Linked DNA regions of Mus musculus: region 1 is linked to region 2. Evidence: chromatin contacts called from public promoter capture Hi-C data. All regions are on one chromosome and are shown on one strand. The core of a region is the stretch at or near the end of the contact, and the rest is flanking DNA. Distances in the headings are between cores, read along the strand shown.

The links. Promoter capture Hi-C pulls out the DNA fragments that hold promoters and counts their contacts.
Region 1: a contact with region 2 is called in a promoter capture Hi-C map of liver, with 2.2 times the contacts expected there. The contact joins the promoter of Inpp4a here to the promoter of Neurl3 in region 2. A contact is called at or near these places in 1 of 39 promoter capture datasets (liver) and 1 of 9 other capture datasets (liver).

What each region holds. Positions count from the first base shown.
Region 1 is chr1:37,298,214-37,301,412 of GRCm38.p6, forward strand. It overlaps Inpp4a (inositol polyphosphate-4-phosphatase, type I), which reads left to right and starts at 1,625. Exons shown (of 26, transcript NM_030266.4): 1 at 1,625-1,905.
Region 2 is chr1:36,272,000-36,275,413 of GRCm38.p6, forward strand. Neurl3 (neuralized E3 ubiquitin protein ligase 3) reads right to left here and starts at 1,426. Exons shown (of 4, transcript NM_153408.2): 1 at 1,339-1,426. The coding sequence starts at 1,366.

The sequences.
Region 1 (3,199 bases), core at 375-2,874, 1.0 Mb after region 2:
TGTGTAGTCAATGCTCATTGCCGTATTTGTTCACAAACTCGGCTCCGCCTTTCCTTGCTAATCTTCATTCTGTGGTGGAATGGGGGTGTCCATCAGCATAGTAAAAAACATGACTGGTCTTTTCATATTACTCCAAATGTGCAAGAGTCAAGGGACAAATATTGGAACTCTGGTCAGATTCGTAATTGTCTTGAATGAGTTGAAATGAGATTAATGTTTATTTTTAAACTCATAAATTTAAAGAAGGATGCTATTGATTTGAAAACCCTCTTTAGCTTGAATATAAATAACACAGCTGTGCAAGCTAGCTTTTTGTTGTTGTTGTTGTTAGGTGGACACAAGCTAGAATCATCTGAAAAGAGGGAACCTCAGTTGAGAAAATACCTGGATCAAATTGCAATGTAGGCACCCTGTGGGGCATTTTCTTAATGGTTGATGTGGAAGGGCAAGACCTAATGTGGGTGGTGCCACCCCAGGCAGGTGGTCCTGAGTTATCTAAATAGCAGGCTAAGCAGGCCATGGAGAGCACACCAACAAGTAACTTTCGCTCCTGGCTTTTGCTTCCATTCCTGCCTCTAGGTTTTTGTCTTGAGTTCCTGCCTGATCATGGACTTGTAGCCTGTAAGCCAAATAAGCCTTTTCCTCTCCAAGTCGTTTTTGGCCAGTGGTTTAACCCAGGAAGAGAGAAAGCAAATTAAGACTCTGACCATAAAATTTATTATCTCATAGGAGAATGCTTTTGAGATTGAAAGGGGGATTTCTATTAATTTTACCGTAAGAAAATCAGGTATATCAGTCACTTGAATTTTAGAAGATGAAATAAGGACAATATTTTTAATTTTTCTAAGCATGTTTGAGTTTTTTGGCTTTTGGCCTTAGGGTTAAGGTTCAATCAATATTTTCTCCCCTTCATCTGATTAATAAAAGATAAGCATTTGGTAATAAGTTACTCTTTAGAAGATAAAAGTGGGTGTGGTGGTGCATACCTGTACTCTCAGCCTTTAGGAGGCAGTGGCAGGAACATGAATAACACGAAGGGCAGCTAGTGAGTGGGTGACCAACCTGGATTACCCTGTTCAAAAAAAAAAAAAAACAACCCAAAACGAAACAGAACAAGCAAAAAAAAAACCAGACAAATGAGGTGTAAAAAAACCTGAAAAATGTTTTTGTTTGTCCATTTAAGTTTCCCCTCATCAGGTAGAAATGTTAACGTTACAATAAAGTTAAAAACGATCAGAGGCAGGGAGCCCCTGTCTCAGTGGAAATAAATAAGTAATAAAATAAAAAAAAATGTATCTCCGAAAGTCCTGATTGGTCTTCTTCCCTATAGAAAAATAGAATTTTGAGGAGGAAGTGTTAAGGTCCGTTATCTTTTGGGTAGACTAGGTCTGGAAGGAAGTTCAAAAGACTACAGTTTGTTGGTGGCCACGCCCACTGAGTGATGGATCAGCTACACCTGCACTTCCGACCTCCAGCGTTTTTCTAGAATCGCTTGTTCTCTGGGCAGAAGCCTCAGGGCATGTGAAGGTGGAAAAACTCCCACTCCTGGGTGACGTCACATAAGAGGGTGTGACCTTTTGGGAGGTGCGGCTTCCTAGGGGCGGAGCCAGGGAGGGAGGGGGCAGGGCGGCGGTCGGGGAGTGGGGCGCGCATGCGCGGTGAGGGGGCGGAACCGGGGCGGGGTTGTGCGCTGTGTTCTGAGAGAAGGCGGTGGCAGGATTCGGGCTGCGCGGGGACGGCGGGTTCGGGTCTGGGGTGGACGCCACCGGCCGGAGTGAGGCGGCCAGGAAACAAATCCCGGCCGGTCTTCAGGACCGGACAGCAACCAGCGGGGCCGAGGCCGGGGTGTGCGGCCTGGAGGACAGAGGCCAAGGCTGAGCAAGTGTCCGGGCCGGGGCGCGCCAGGTAGGTGGGCCGAGCTGGGCCGTGCCAGGTCCGGTGTGCCGGGCTTAGCGGAGTGGGCTGGGCGGCTGGGAGCTGGAGACACTGGGAACCCGGCCCGGTGGCGCCCGCGGTTGTCATGGCAGTGGTACAGCCTAGCGGTTCGCTGGCCGCGTCTTTGGAGCGCGATCCTAGACTTGCGGTCCCCTTGCCGCGGGCTTCTCGGGGAGCCGTGCGATGCTATACAACGCGCCCGCCGGCTGCATCTCTGCTGTATCCCATAGGCATCCGACGCTGAAGGCCTCGCGGTATCTCGGGTGTCAACACACCGGGTAAAAATAAACATACATGTTGGTGGGAGACACGGACTCTACGTCCTCGCAACTCTTTGAGCATTTTCTGTTCGCGCATCGGCCAGGACAGGATCTCCCTCACCTTTGCTTTATGTATTTTATATTCTTCTGGCTTTCCTAATAAGCTAATTGAGGCCTGAGAGGTTTGCAGGGATCCGTGGTCGTCTTTTGCAAAGCCAGTCATGAATGTGTAGGCCACGGAAACACTCAAAATGTCAGACACAAATATATATCTTTGTGGGCGAAGGGAAGGAGTGTTGATGGGCCTTGGTTTCTCTTGCCCCTTCTCTCCTGCCCTCTGACATTACATAATGGTGGGTTCCTCCTGCCTGGATTTGACAGCTCATGAAAATGTCTCTCTGGGTAAGAAGGAAGTAAGTATTGGCCGTTGTAAATCTTTGCCTCTTAATGTGTTTGATGTTGAGAGATTGCCTAAGAGTAGAATGTGATTTGTCACCTGCCAGTTAGGGCCTCTGGGCCAAGGGGATGGGGGTGGGGTGGTACGGAAGTTGGGGTGTTGCAGTAATATTCTGCTTCGTTCACTCCTGTTCCCCGGGTGGGTTGTGTGGACAATGGGGACATCACAGGGCTGGGACATCACACAGCTGGTTGATCTGGGTGTGAATCCTGAAGGTTTTGTCACTTGCTAACTCAGGTTCTCAAGACCCTCATCAGTAAGAGGTGTAAACAGAACCTCATTAGCTGCGTTTGTTTTGAAATCTAATTGCCAGTGTCAGGCAGTGAACAGCTATAGGTTGTCCTACTTAGCCTGGTTGTTGGGTGAAGACGGAATTTTTCTTTGGATCTGGACTAGGGCCCTTGTTTGAGGACTGCTTTGACAAAAGGTTTCTCTTCGAAAATTCAGTTCTTTCATTCGAGGAGGTCTGTGTATTGGTCTGTACCTGTGGTGGTATCAGGAGATTGAAATGCTGTTTCCTGGGTGGCACTACATGTGAACACCGTTG
Region 2 (3,414 bases), core at 176-2,675:
TGGGTGTGTCCTGGTTGGCAGGGTTGGCACAGGGTTCAGAGTACTGTCTATCAAGAACTAGAGAATTCCTGTTCTAGACCCCATTTTTAAGCCAGGTCCTGAGGTTCCATACAATAGAGAGGTAGTCCTTCTCCAGTGACCCCCACCTTTGTGCTACCCACTGACGGAGGCTGGCCTGGATCTAGACTGCTAGGAAGTTGGGACAGGCCAGCCATGTCTGTAGGGTCATCTCCAGGCCTGGGCAGATGAAGACAAATTATAGTCTCTGCTGCAAGGCTCTGGGGATTTTAGTGATGGATGCTCAGCCACCTGCTCCGTGATGGCCTCCTAACTGCCAGCACCTTCAGCATCAAGGTCTTTGGGATGCCAGGCACCCAGTCAGCCCTTTGCAGAATCCTGTTCTCCCCTCTGCACCCCAGCATGCAGAGCTTGGGGAAGCTCAAGAAAGGTCCCTTCCTGTCCTCCCAGCCCCAAGGAGACTGTGGGCTCAGCTACACAGTTTCAGTCCCTCTCCCTCTCCCACTCCCTCCTCCCTCCTCTCCCTCTCCCACTCCCCCCCCCCCACATCTGTACCTGTTATACCCCATCCCTTTTGGCATTGTTACTGCCCTGCCTTGAATCCAAACACAGCTGCCACAGCAGAGGTGGCTCTGGGCGTGGCCGCCCACTGTGAGCAAGCCTTGGGTGCTTGCCAAGGGCCCTACACAGGGGCACTGATTGGCTTGGGGGGGCAGGTCTAGGGTGCCTGGTCCCCGTCTCTGTTCTAAGGGGTGGCATGCTATTTCCTGCTCACTCACCAGGCCCCTCTGCTAAGGGGACACGTGACCACAGGTACTGGTGTCTCAGAGAAACTTCTTATCTCATTACTATTTAGATATCTACATTTGGAGTCCTAAAGGACAGCAGGGTGGTGGCATAGTCCCAACCTTCAGACGAGAAAAAAACCAAGAGTCCAGGGACAAAAATGACTTGTCCACATTGCCACCGACAATTTGGCAAGGCTGAAATCCCTCGTTTTTCCACCGGCCTCCTAAGCTCTCCCCTTTTCCCCACCCCAGCCTTGATTCTCCCTTATCCAGTTCCTAGATAAAGACTGCTTACAGGTAGTGGGTGGGAAGGAGGGGTGTGTATCTCCGCAGCCATCTTGGACCAGACACCCCGCTTCTGCTGGGTTCCTGGGAAGGCAGGAAGCTCTCGCCCTCGCGCAGCCCAGACCATGGAGAAACCCACTCTAGGAGCCAATGAAGTCTCTGATCTCCCCTTTCCAGACCTCCCACCTGTACTCCATGCAGTCAGGACTCCAGAAGCCAGCTCAAGGCATACGGGAAATCTACTTACTGGCCTCAGGGCTGAGGAGAGAACCCATCAGCCTGAGCTCCTCCTGGGGCACAAGTCCCTGGGTCTGAAGATGTCTGTGAAGGCCAGTGGTCAGGGTTACAAGACTCCGGAAGGTTCCCCTTTTATAGGCTGGAGCTCACGTTACAGAGTTGTTGATTAATTAGATGCTGTCACGCATGACGATATCCGGGACTTTCCCCATGACCTCTCGTGGCTCACAGTGGACTGCTGCTGCAGCAGGCTGGTCTGAGATAAGAAGGGAAGCAGGGGCTGTAACTGTGGCTGCAGCAGACGGTTTTCTGTTTGACTTCTAAGCAGCCCTTGTCTGTGAATTATAATCGCATGTTAGTAAACACCCGTGCCGCCGCCACGCCCTCCCCCACTCTCCCCAACAAAGACTTTGGTGGTCCTGGTCTGGGATGAGATCTGGGCATTGGGAGTTTCAAGAGCATGCAGGAACTTTGATTAGCAGCCGGCATGGTGTCCAACCCCACATAGAGAAGGTGCGCAGCGCTGCTGAAGGTTAACTGATTGAGCTAAATCCTAGGACCTGTGAAGGTGAGGCCGCCCAGTGGCAAGGTTGGTTTGGGGGCTTACAACCCCACCCCCACCCCACCCCCCCTCCCCGCCAGATTAGGTCTTTCTTGAGATTCCAGATCAAAGCCACAATTCTGTGACTTCTGTGGCCCCTTTAAGAAAGGAACGGGGAGGGGGGGGGGCTGGCGAGATGGCTCAGTGGTTAAGAGCGCCGACTGCTCTTCCGAAGGTCCGGAGTTCAAATCCCAGCAACCACATGGTGCCTCACAACCATCTGTAACGAAATCTGATGCCCTCTTCTGGAGTGTCTGAAGACAGCTACAGTGTACTTACATATAATAAATAAATCTTTAAAAAAAAAAAAAGAAAGAAAGGAACAGGAGCACCTGGAAATGACAGTGAGCTAGACAGGACGGGGGGGGCGGGGGGGGGGCGGGGGCGGTTCGACTGAGGAGGGAAATAGAGGGCTGGAGACCCAGGTTGTGTCTGCTGTATTACCTTATGCAGATCCCTTCCTCTTCTTGAGGTCTGATGTTCTGGTTTGGGGACCTTTTCCAGCCAGCATGTGGTGCCTAAGTGAGAAGAAGTGGCCAGGGGAAGGTGAGTGTTATCAGTGTAGCCCTGGTTACCTTAGACATTGCTGTAACCCCTGGACTTTCTTTTTCCGGCCACACCCTTGCTGAGCGCCCTTTGTCACTGCACTAGATGTATAACTTCTGCCAAGACCACAGGTAGCTGCTCTAGAGCCAGTGCCAGTCACCTGGGCCGGAGTCCTGTGGCTTCTAAAGGTTGCAGTTCCCCCGATGCCCCGGCTGGCTCAGTCTAAGAGGTTCAGGCTCCTGGCACCTCCTGGCAGGCACACCAGTCTCTGGACACTTGTGGATGCTCCTCCCTTGCTGGGTTGCTCAGGGCTGGAGCCAAGAGATCCTTGTTGATTAGCCACATCCCCCTAACAGAGGTGTGTGGTGCCCAATCAGGGTGCCTGCTCTGCAGTTTTAGCCTTTCTAGAAAATGACTGGGCTAGCTGCAGACCAGCAGGCAGGTGGTATGGTCCCCAGACAGGACCTGTAGCCTGCTCGGGCTAGCAGCCAGCAAGGCAAAGGCAAGGCCAAAGACACCCACATCCAAGTGAATTTAGCTACCCCACTGACTGGATTCAGGATGTGCCGTTCTAAACAGGCTCCCTACATTTGGGGGGTTGCAGAAACAGGAAGGCCCCCCACCTTTCTCCCATGAAGCCAGCCCCAAGCTCCTCAAGCCCTGCTTACCGTGGACATCAGGGCGGGGGAGAACTGGATCAGACTGTTCCTGCTAGGCCCCGCCCTGTTCATCACCATCCCTTCACACTCACCTCTGCCCCAGTACCTTCACTATAATTGACAGTCACTCGTGGGCTCAACTTCTGCCTCCACCCTTCAGTGCTGGTGAGATGGCCCTGACCTGCTGCTAAGTCTGACCCAGGGACCCACATGGTATATGGAGAAGACTGACAGCTGCCCTCTGACCTTCACACATGTCGTGGCACATGTATGTCCACAC